Linked DNA regions of Mus musculus: all the other regions are linked to region 4. The links are chromatin contacts, called in public promoter capture Hi-C and targeted proximity ligation maps. All regions are on one chromosome and are shown on one strand. The core of a region is the stretch at or near the end of the contact, and the rest is flanking DNA. Distances in the headings are between cores, read along the strand shown. Region 1 holds the start of Sipa1 (signal-induced proliferation associated gene 1). Region 2 holds the start of Aip (aryl-hydrocarbon receptor-interacting protein). Region 3 holds the start of Syt12 (synaptotagmin XII). Region 4 holds the start of Cnih2 (cornichon family AMPA receptor auxiliary protein 2).

Evidence for each region. Promoter capture Hi-C pulls out the DNA fragments that hold promoters and counts their contacts.
Region 1: a promoter capture Hi-C map of the SN4741 cell line shows a contact between it and region 4, with 3 times the contacts expected there. A contact is called at or near these places in 8 of 39 promoter capture datasets (the SN4741 cell line, hippocampal neurons, liver and 4 more) and 1 of 130 datasets of targeted methods (pancreatic cancer cells).
Region 2: a contact with region 4 is called in a promoter capture Hi-C map of fetal liver, with 2.8 times the contacts expected there. A contact is called at or near these places in 4 of 39 promoter capture datasets (fetal liver, liver, maxillary cranial neural crest and 1 more) and 1 of 130 datasets of targeted methods (pancreatic cancer cells).
Region 3: a targeted proximity ligation map of pancreatic cancer cells shows a contact between it and region 4. A contact is called at or near these places in 1 of 39 promoter capture datasets (the SN4741 cell line) and 4 of 130 datasets of targeted methods (bone marrow-derived macrophages, craniofacial prominence, kidney and 1 more).

Annotation. Positions count from the first base shown.
Region 1 is chr19:5,662,432-5,665,131 of GRCm38.p6, forward strand. Sipa1 (signal-induced proliferation associated gene 1) reads right to left here and starts at 1,276. Exons shown (of 17, transcript NM_001164480.1): 1 at 1,173-1,276. Pcnx3 (pecanex homolog 3) reads right to left here. Exons shown (of 35, transcript NM_144868.3): 35 at 2,204-2,700. The coding sequence ends at 2,622.
Region 2 is chr19:4,120,228-4,122,927 of GRCm38.p6, forward strand. Aip (aryl-hydrocarbon receptor-interacting protein) reads right to left here and starts at 1,348. Exons shown (of 6, transcript NM_001276284.1): 1 at 1,109-1,348. The coding sequence starts at 1,207.
Region 3 is chr19:4,475,774-4,478,573 of GRCm38.p6, forward strand. Syt12 (synaptotagmin XII) reads right to left here and starts at 1,370. Exons shown (of 8, transcript NM_134164.5): 1 at 1,162-1,370.
Region 4 is chr19:5,097,270-5,099,969 of GRCm38.p6, forward strand. Cnih2 (cornichon family AMPA receptor auxiliary protein 2) reads right to left here and starts at 1,252. Exons shown (of 6, transcript NM_009920.4): 1 at 914-1,252. The coding sequence starts at 994. Rab1b (RAB1B, member RAS oncogene family) reads right to left here. Exons shown (of 6, transcript NM_029576.3): 6 at 1,938-2,700.

The sequences.
Region 1 (2,700 bases), core at 26-2,525, 570 kb after region 4:
TAGGAGTAAGGCAGCCTTGTGAGGGGAGACGGGAGAGGCTCAAGGTCTCACAGGATGTAAGGCTGAAACACCCAAGGCCCCAGGGACCTACTAAGTGCGGAAATGTGGTGAAGCTACACTAGGCAGGTGCAAAAGGTGTGAGAAGGCCGAGCCTACCTCGGCGTGAGCTAGGAATGGAGCCAACAGCTGGGGCAGGGGCAGGCCTCCATTAGTACTTTTTTTTGCATCATCCAGTGGCATCAAGGGGGCCAGGCTGGGAGGGGACAGGGAGCAGCTCCACGGTGCCCCTCAGCTGGGTCTCCAGAACCAAACAAGAGCAGACCTCCTCAGGGTCTTCCTGTCTGTCTGTCTGTCTTCTAGGATAAGCTCTGATGCTGCACTTCATGAGTTCTTTGAAGACTCCTTGGAAACTGAAAGGTGAAGCCAACTATGTCCGTGTGTGAACTGTGCAGGCCCCAGGTCCATAGACCAAGCTGTGGGCACAGACTGAGGCCGCAGTGCCGGGAGGAGCCCTGGGAATGTGTGCAGCCCAGTCCAGGAGCTCCCTCTTGTTCTGGCCCTGCCTTAAGGGGTGTACTTGGGCTCTGCCCCCCACCCCTCATCTTCACACAAGGTCCATTGAGGCCAGGACATTCCTTGCAGCCTGTGTCACTGAGGGGGGAAAAGGGGGGTGCCCCGCCCCCACAGATCCGGAAGGCCTGGCTGCCCCAGGAGGAGGCGCTGGATGCTTCCCAGCACATCTGGAGGTCGTGACCCTATTTCTGTTGCCAGGGAGTGCTGCAGATGTTTCCTCCCAGGCCAGACTCAGGATTGCAAAGGCTGGGAAAGAGGTCACACTGGGAAAAGGGGAGCCCCAGAATAGGGGGAGCCCCACACACTCAGCAGCAGGAGCAGCTGCCAGCATTGCTGAGAAAAGTCCAGAACCAATGAATCCACTCAGTGGAGCTCTGAATCTGCTCATGCAGAGGAGGGAGTGGGAGCTGCCAGCAGGAGACAGAACACTGGACGTGCTGACTCGGGGCTGGACTGGGGCAGGAGGTTGGGTGGGGTACGTGTAGCGAAAGCAGCCAATAGTCCCGTTCCTCCCCACACTACAAGGGTTCACGTCCAGGCTACTTTGTTGGGTATCCAGCCCGAACCTGGTGCCTCCCGATCCCTGATCCCGCCAGTACCTCTCGGGCTCAAGCTGGCCACCGCTGCCTTCCGCACCAAGGTCCCGCTGCCTGCTCACACCGCTCCCGGCGCCTCCGCTCCGCCTGGGGGCGGGGCCAGGATGGAGGCGGTACGTAGTGGAGGGGCGGGACTACCCGGGAGCTGTCTAAGGCGGGAAGCACAGTGGGTGGGGACCTCCGACAGGAACCTAGGCAGCCCCGGACAGCCTGAAGTTCTCTGTCCCAGCCTTCAGCTGCTCTTTTAACTCCCGGTCCTAGCCCAGTCAGTGACTTCACCGAGAAATGGGAACAAATGTACCTGCCTTCCAGACCAATTGGAGCGCTAGAGGCCACTTAGTGTCCTGCTGTGGCTCAGCAGACAGCAGGTATTAGGGCCAGAAACTATTTCACTCTTTAAGGGCTGGGCCAAGCTAGATAACTGATCTACACAGGCTACCATTTATGCAATGGCGAACACCATTAAATCCAGCACTCTGAAGGCAGAGGCAGGTGGATCTGAGGTCAAGGCCAGCCTGATGTACATAGGGAGTACATAGTAAGCCCCTGTCTCAAAAACGAAATAGAATCCTTTCTATTCACCTGTTATTTTCTTTAAGCTTGGAACAAATGAGGTTGAGCAGTCTTTGATCAAGATCAAGGCTGATGGATGTGTGAGCCACCTGGGCATAGAGGACTGCTTGAAAAGCAGAGGCTCAGCTCTCTCCTTTATCCTCTCACTTCTTTCTCCTCTTCCCTTTGTCTTTTCTCTCCTTTCTCTTTCTTCTTCTCTAGCCTTCCCCGTCCCCACACACTCTCTCTCTCTACCTTTTCTCTTCCCCCCTGCATTTCTATAATAAAGCTCTTAAACCATTAAAAAAAAAAAAAAAAAAAGAAAGGCAGAGGCAGGTGAGGAAGGCAGCCCATCCCACCTCATGTCTGCCTGGAGCCCAGCAGTCTGACCCCTTATCCCTCACACTCTTCTGACTTCAGCCTCCCTGCCTCCGGCACCTCTACCAACCTCACCTCGTCCCACAGAAAATAAAACTGCCAACCAAAATCAAAAATAGTGTTATTAATTTGGTGTCTCTGAAGCACAGAAAAAAAAAGAAAGAAAAATGACAAAAGAACGAATGAACCCACCCTTGCCACATATCGGGCCCCAGGTCCAGGCTAAGGAGGCCAGCCTTGGGGGCAGTGCAGGCCCCAGAGGCAAAGTCAGTCCTGGCCATGGGCTCCAATGAGGGACCAGCCCATGGGTTTGGCTCTTAGGGCCTGGCTAGGAGGCTGCTGCCTCAGTTTGGGATCCAGGCCACGGATCAGGGAGAGAAGTCTAGGTCACTGAGTTGTGACACTGAAGTAGCCAGATATCAGGGTGCAGACACCAGAGCCAAAGCCAATCAGTTCTGTAGTCCAGCAGAGTCCGAGTTACTGAGTCCCGGGATGCGATCCAGCAGAGGCCAGGCTGACTCCTCAGTACTGATGCTCCAGCAAGGGCTGGGCAGCCGGGCTCTCGCGTTCCTCAGCAGGGACAGGCCAGTCACCTGGGGCA
Region 2 (2,700 bases), core at 98-2,597, 980 kb before region 4:
TCTACCATCTGGGTCCTGGGGATCTGACCCAGGCCATCAGGTTGGCAGCAAGCACTCTATCCACTAAGCCACCTCACCAGCAGAAGACGGTCCCCCCTCCTGAGCCCCAGTGATTGTTTAATCCTGCCTGCTTCTATTTACCACGTGCCCCTGCTCACAGATTAGTCTTATATTAGTTTATCCTAAGCTTTTCCATCTAGCATCCCTCTTGCCAGGCTCCTTCCAAAGCCTGTTCTCTATCTCCATCTCTCTAATTTTAAGACAGGGTCTCATTGAGTGTCCTGAGCTGGCCTTGAACTCATGCTGTAGCCCAGCTTCACCAGCGGCTGAGACTGTAGGCATGGGCCACCAGGCCCAGCTTGTAGATCCCCTTTTCAAGCACAGCTGATCACTACCACCACATGCCTGCCCTCTGCTCTCAGCATTTACCCCTCACCACATCAGACTAGACTCTCTGCCTGCTGGCTTAACACCACTGGCCAGAGGGCATACATTCATTCACAGAATTCTTGCTTTTGGCTTCACTGGTATCAGCTCCACAACTGTGATTAGAGATCTACAGCAACAAAGCAGGGGAACCTAGAGGTATGGAGTGCCTTAGGGAGGGGCACCTGAACTTGGTGCCCAGATATAAAAGCAATGCTACCATCTATCAGAACGCTGACATAGGAGTTTGGTCTGGAAAACTGGATCTCTGGGACTCTGTGTTTTTTTTAGTTCCAGGACCTCAGTTTCCCTATGTAAACAATGAGAATTGTCCTAGATGGTTTCAGAAGGCCCCTTTACTCAAAACTGCATGAGCTTTGAACCTTCAGGTACGGGTATCAGCACTGAGGTCACACCCACACCAAACCATTTTGAGATGACTGACACCCACCCCTGTCCAATGCAGTCCTAAAGCAAAGCCAAGGGGCGGAGTAGACATATCTGAATTAACTCCCACTTAAATCCAGACCAATCAGCGTCGAGCTCGGCATGTGAGAGGTAGCCTGACTGGCAGCTGCTCTCTGGGCATGCGCAACCTCTCACCTACGGCCTCCTCCCGCCTCGCATGCGCACCGCGCTTCAGAAGAGACGCTGGGAAAGTGGGGAGAGGATGGACACAAACCTTAGTGCCATCCTGAAAGTCCGGCAACTCTCCTCGGCCCTCCTGTATCACACGCTTTTGGATCCCGTCCTCTCGAAGTCTTGCGATGAGATCCGCCATCCTCCTTCCCCGCTGCTCCCTTTCGGCAACTTCCGGACTCGCTCGGTAGCTTCCGGACCTGTTTCGGCAACTCCTAGCGCCTCGGCAGCTTCTGAGCAAGCGCCATTTTGACTGAGGGCAGAAGCCAAAAAAGGGAGGGAATGAAGAAAAGAGCCGTGATTGGTTCCTAATGCTACGGCTTTAACGCGGCACTGGGGGCGGAGCCTGAGCCTGCTTAGGGGCGGGCCTTTGGTTGTCCCTCCCCTGCCAGTTGTGCTTAGTTGGCTTTATAGGGGTTGCAGCTCTCCTAGCTGTGTGCCACTCCATTTAAGTTGTAGATGCCCTATTATCGGCACTTCAGTTAGAAAAATGAAAAACGAAAAACACCGCTTCACCTGTGTATTCCCTTTGGGCCTTTTTTGTTTTGCTTTGTTTTGTTTTTTAGAGGCAGGGTTTCTCTGTGTAGCCCTGGCTGTCCTGGAACTCACTTTGTAGACCAGGCTGGCCTCAAACTCAGAAATCCGCCTGCCTCTGCCTCCCAAGTGCTGGGATTAAAGGCGTGCGCCACCACCGCCCGGCCCCTTTGGCCCTTTTATTTTGCATACTTTAGCATAAGTTATAACATCTAGATTCTGGACTCTAGATTCACTTGTCTTAAGAAAAAAAAGGAAGGAAACCCGGTGTGGTGACACATACTTCTCTGTAGTGTCTTCATCCCTTATATCATAACCAGGAAGATTATTTTCTTTCCCCTGAGCCCCAAGTCACATACTCTGACTGCTTCACTTTCCAGCAAAAAGTCTTGAGGGGCTGGAGAGATGGCTCAGCAGTTAAGGGCACTGACTGCTCTTCCAGAGATCATGAGTTCAAATCCCAGCAACCACATGGTGGCTCACAACCATCTGTAATGAGATCTGATGCCCACTTCTGGTGTGTCTGAAGATAGCTACAGTGTACTTATATAATAAATAAATAAATAAATCTTAAAAAAAAAAAGTCCTCAGAGAGGGGACTTTCTGAAGGGAAGAGGAAACATGCTTGGGTTTGTTTTCTATCAACACAGAGAGCTTACAGGCGAGCTAAGTAGTCTGCTGTACTCATCTTGCAGAAAGTACAACAGAAGGAAAGCTGACCGATATGGCTGATAAGTATACACCAGAGCATGAAAGATGTAGATAGATAAAAATAATAACATATTATCCAGGTTGTTGTGGTACACGCCTTTAACCCCAGCACTTGGGAGGCAAAGGCAGGTGGATCTCTGAGTTCAAGTTCAGATTGGCCTACAGAGGGAGTTCCAAGACAGCAAGAGAAACCCTGTCTTGAAAAACTAATGATAACAACAATAACAACAACAATAATAATAAATAAAATGTTAAGCTAGGGACTGAGAGTGTAGCTCAGTGTTGGAACATTTGCCTAGCATTTGAGAGGTCCTGGGTTCTTTCTCTAGCATACACACACACACAAATTAAGCTAATTTAATACACTACATAATCCTATCAGTATTCTCA
Region 3 (2,800 bases), core at 120-2,619, 620 kb before region 4:
AGACTGGCTGGGGGTGGGTGACAGCTGACACTGGGCACCTACTATGTGCCAGCATAGTATCAGGGGGGACTTGCCTTGTGCTCAGGAAATGCCCCCAGAGAGTCCAGGGTTCCCTGTCAGCCCTGGAAATGTAGGGAGGGGTGGCCTAGCAGCTGAGACTCCAGCCCTTCAAGGTGTGAAAAGTGACTTGCCCCATCCAAGTCACTAGCAAGCACTTAGTAGGATGAAGCCAGGTTTGGACCCCAGGCTGGGAGGTCCCACTCTTCTGGGCTGCTTGAGAAAGATTTCACATTGCTCAGAGAGGACTGGAAATGGGGGTTGGGGTTGGGATTGGGGGTGGGGTGGGGTGAGGTGAGTGTATAATTGTAATTGTCCTGGCCTTACTGGGTGCATTGTTAACACCTAGGTGGGTTTCCTTCCCTTGCCTTTCTTAGTTTCTAATAAGGACTACTTCTGAGGCTCTGCAAACTCTGCACCCTGGCTAAACAGCTCAGGTGCTTGTTTCCCAGGTTCTTCTCAACGGATTTGTCCCCATCAACTGTAAGGCGAGACAGTCTTTTAGCAGCACCATGCCCACCAAAGAGAAAGGCTCAGGGCTCCTTCACCTACAATGCCGTTTACTGCCCCCATGTTCAGCTCCCGTCTATACACAGCTTCGAGTGAAGCTCAAGGAACCCTTAGGTTCTTCCCGTAGGCCTCCTGGAGAAGAGATGCGACGCGCCCCCTACGATGCAGATCCTCATACCCTCACACCACACTGGAATTTTGGGAGGGGGCACTGGCCAGGGACCCCCAACGGGATGTAAGGTCAGGGGCAGTTAGGACAGCCAAGGTGTTGAGTGTGAAGGTGAGGGGTGTGTGCGGTGTGCGAGCTCAGGGGAGGTGTGTAAACAGCCGGGTGAACCGCGTGTGTGCACATGGGGGCCGGGCGAGCTGGCGCCAGGCGATGCGCAGTGCGCGGAGTGGCTGGGCCGGGGAAGGGCGCCGGGCGTGCTCTGTGCCCCGCGTTGGTGTGCCAGCGCAGCGCGGGGGTGCAGACGTACGGAGTGTGAGGGGCCCCGGGTTTCGGGCTTAAGAAGAGGGACTGAGTGCGTCCGCCCGTCCATGCCCAGGGCGCTTGTGCCTGCCGCGCTCTGTGTGGGGGCCAGGGTGCCTACTCACCCGGGGTTCCGCGGAGGGGACGCGGGTCCGACTCCTGGTTCTATCTCTGCTCCCACGCTGGCCTCCCGCAGTTGGCTCTCACAGGCGCTCGGCCGCCCGCTGCTACGCCACCCCTGCAGTGTAGCGGGGCGCTCGTCTCCTGCTGGAGCCTCGCCTCACCGATGGGGGCTCCGCGGGGCCCGGCGGCCGAATGGAGCAGCGCCGCAGTCCGGGCACGCTCCCAGGAGCCCGCCGCGCGCTCCCTCGCGCTCGCCCGCCCGCTCGCCTGCTCCTTCTTGAATTTAAAGTGACAACCCCGAGCGCTCTCTCTACTCCAAGGAGCAGAGCAGCGCTGCGAGGATCTAGTCGGAGATCCCCAAGCGCGTGAGGGTCCTGGGGGGGGGGGGGGCAGCCAAGTTGGACCCTGGGATCGCAGGCTTGTGGATGTGTTGGGTAGGGAACCCTGTGCTCACCAGGGGCGCACCCCACTCCCTTTATGTTGTTCTCCTTCTAGGCCTCAGTTTCTTTATCTGTAAAACGGACTCAAGAGAGTCACACACACACACACACACTCACAAAATCAGACCAGCGAGCAGCGCAGCCAGCAGTATTCCCTTCTCTGAATGGCTGATATTTCCTTCCATGATTGAGTTGTGATTGTACGCTATACCAGTCCAGGTCACTTACCGACATCATCTTTTGTAATCTCTGCAATGACCTCATCGGCGGCCACTCCATTTATTTATTTATTTTTTTTGAGATAAGGCCCAGGGTGGATATGAAGGCCAAATGACTTCAAAGTCTTTTTTTTTTTTTTTTTTTTTTTTTTTTTTTTTTTTTTTTTAGAGAGAGAGAGAGGGAGAATGGGAGAATGAATCACTTTATAGCCCTAGCTGTCCTGGAAATCACTAAGTAGATCAGGCTGGCCTTGCTCGAACTCACAGAGATATCAGCCTCTGTCTCCCAATTGCTGGGACTAAAGGCATGTGCCACCACACCTGACTTTCTTTTTTAACCTCTTAAGGGTCATACTTTCTCTTCCAAGGAATGAATGAATCATTCAGGAGATATTTATGACGCTCTCACCCAGGCTCTCGGCACAGTGCCAGGCGTGGGCGATCTTCCGGGAACAAGGGACAGGTCCCCTCCCTGCCCGCGCAGTCTGGCAGGAAGATAAGTCGGGTATTAGGAGAGGCTGGGTGTTGCCCTTCAGGAGGGGGCGGCGGGGCACCTGTTCTGGACACAGTGACCAGAACAGCGAGCTGGGAAGACACCTGACTAGGCCTCCAGGAGGATCTGGAGTCTGGGAGAGAAGTTGACAATCTCATGGAGAGCCAATACCAAAAGGCTGGGTTGTCTGAGAGTAGTGTGGAGAGCAGACAGACAAGCTTGGTCCAGAAAACCAAAGGGAGGTTGCAACTTCACCCTCACCTATAGGGGGCACCATCATTTTCTGGACCTGAAAAAGAAGTGAGTTCTGTCTTGGAGCTAGGGATTGGACCATGGACATTTGGTGCCATTTCCCATTTAACTAACCTTCAAGGCTACTTATAGCTTTGGCAAGACTGAACCCATTTTCGTTTTTAATTTTTTTTTTTTTTTTTTAAGAGTGCTTCCTGGGCAGCGGTGGCACACGCTTTTTTTTTTTTTTTTAAAGATT
Region 4 (2,700 bases), core at 2-2,501:
CTTAAAAGAGGATTAGACCAGGAGATGTGCATGCTAGTAGCTACAACAGAGAGACAGGCCTGTATGGGACCCGTTTGAGTGCATTGGAGGAGGGGCAGCTGGAAGGAGCCGGCAGAGACCTCAACAGTAAGCCAGAGGCTCACAGTTCTAGAGAGGAGAAAGAACCAGGTAGAGGAGGCCCTTGGGAAAGCCCAGGAGAGAACTAGGTACAAGAACCCTCTCCAATGGGAAACCATTTGAGATGAGACAAGAGACATTCTGAAGAGTGAGGTGTGAGGCTAGGCCAGGGTGAGGGCAGACCAGGAGTGAGGGACATGAAAGACAAAAGGCACGTATGTGAAGGAATCAGAAGGAAGCTGGAGAGTCAGAGTGAGACCAGGTGGGAGCTAGGTTTCTTGAGCTGCTTCGAACCTATCCCACTTGGGTCAGAGGGGTCCAGGAGGGGACAGGGTTAATGGGTTCTAAGATATGCGGGTCTTGTAAACAGATGCAGTTGCCATAGCAACCATCTCCATCATTCTGGTTGGAAAAACCCACAAAGGAGAGGGGTTCAGCGGGGGGGCTGGGGGGGCACACAGACAAACTGCCCGATGGACAGACGGGGGTGGATGGATGAGAATATAGAAGGATCAAGAATTCCGCCCCTGCCCAATGACTGGATGAAGCAAGGAGAGGGTCAGGACCTACTGACATACCCACAGACAGGCGGGGGCGGTGAAGGAAGGGGGGGGCTGCCCCGGGGGAAGGAAGCCAACGACAAGGGGGTGTTGGGGGGTGCGAACAGAAACCATGGGGGCTAGTGGAAAAGACCTTTCAAGTTTCCCCGGAGCACTGATACCATCAGCCCCAGCCCCCTCCTGCTCCATAAGCCCACTTGCCCCCCACCCCGCCCCCAGTCCAAGCCCAGTCTTACGTGCCAGATGACAAAGAAGATGAGGGAGGCGCACAGCACCAGGGTGAGCATGTAGCAGAATGCTGCGAAGGTGAACGCCATGGCCCCCGCGCCGGGCGGTGGCCCGGGGGGCGCCAGCGCGGGGTCTGGGCGCAAGGGGACGCCCCCCGGCCCACACTTAGGGCCGGACGGGCATGGCCCACCGGACTCTAGGGACACGGACAGCGCGTCCGGGACCAGGGCCACGAGGCCGTGGGGGACGCGGGGCGCGGGCCGTGGGGCTCGGGGGGCGCGTCCGCTGCCGGCTGCCCGGGCCCCGATCGCTCATCCTGCGATCCCTCGCCCGCGGCTCCCTCGCTCTCCAGCCCGCGAAGCCGGCGGGGCGGAGCCGGGGGCGGGGCCGCCGTGCAGCGGCCTCGGGCGGGGCTGAGACTCAGAGCGCCCCTCCGCCAGCCTCATCAGCCCAGCACAGCCACTCACCCCAATGAGCCCAGTGTTTGTGCACCTCCAGAACATGCAGACCTGGAAGCCCGTTCCTGGTACAACTTTCGGACAACTAAGCCCACTATAGCCACATTCTGTACTCCCGTCTCCACAGAGTGCTGGCTCAGGGGGATACAACTGAGGTCCTAATGTAAAGCAGCGCTTGTCAAAGCTCAGGATAGCTGGCATCTGGCTTCAAGCCACAAGAGGGGACTAAAGTCGGGGACTGGAGGAGGGGAAGACTAAATGCAGGGGGACCAACGCCTGCTCCTTGCTTCTAACTTCATGCCTTGAACGCCTGTCCCAGTGGATGTTGGTGGCTCACCTGACGGCCTCCTGCCAGCCTCCCTCTGACAGATTCATGCTGGGCCCTTGGGGACATCCCATAGCCGCACAGCAGGCTTTCCCAGCCCCAGTATGTGGGTCAAGGGCTTTTACCAGCAAGCTTAAGATACAGTCCAAGCCAGGACCCCCCATGCATCACACCAAACTCTGGACTCCAGTTCCACCCAGCAACTCAAAGCTGACTCTGACCATAGACCACACTCAGTCACCACCGCTTCCTTGCAAAAACCCTTGGCTTATCCAAGGGCCAGTGGAAATTTATTTTTTCATCCTTTTCCATCTTCCCCCAAGTGGCTTTTCCTTGCAAGATGCCTGATGTGACATCAGAGGGGAACCTGGGAGAAGAGGCTCCCTCCCAGAGGGGCAGCCCAGGGACTTAAATACACACTGGAGGGGGAGGACAGGTTGTAGGGTGAGACTGGCAAGAGACAGCACAAAGGACATGGCTTCTTAGGTAAAGACCAAAGGTTTTCTACAGGAAGCTGTGCCAGAGGGTGGGGGCCAGGATTCTGAGTTGGGAGGGGGAAGAGCCCCACAACCCCAAGCTGCACCCACATTCCCCAGAGAAGCAGGTCTGGCCCTGTCAGGCTCTGAGGAATGGAGGAAGAACAAGCCAGATGTGCTGCCTCGGAAAAGGGAGGTGGTGCTGGCAGAGTGAGGGTTAAGGCTGGTGCCCGGCCTTTGGCAAGGTGGGCCTTCCGCCTCCGCTTTCCTCAGGGACAAAGGGGCTCGGTGGGCAGGCAGCACATGGGCCTGGCTCAGGCAGGGCAGGGGGAGGCAGGAGCAGGCTCCCTCCCGGCTTGAGACACAGGCCCCGCAGCCATCCGCCCACCTACCCTAGATGTGCTCAAGACCTAACCGCAGCTGGACGGCTCAAGCTGTGTGGGAGCGATGGAGTGAGGCAGAGATGAGGAAAAGGTGGCTATGGGGCTCTCGCAGCCCTGGCACCTGTCCTGAGGTCCGATGCAGGACCCTGGATC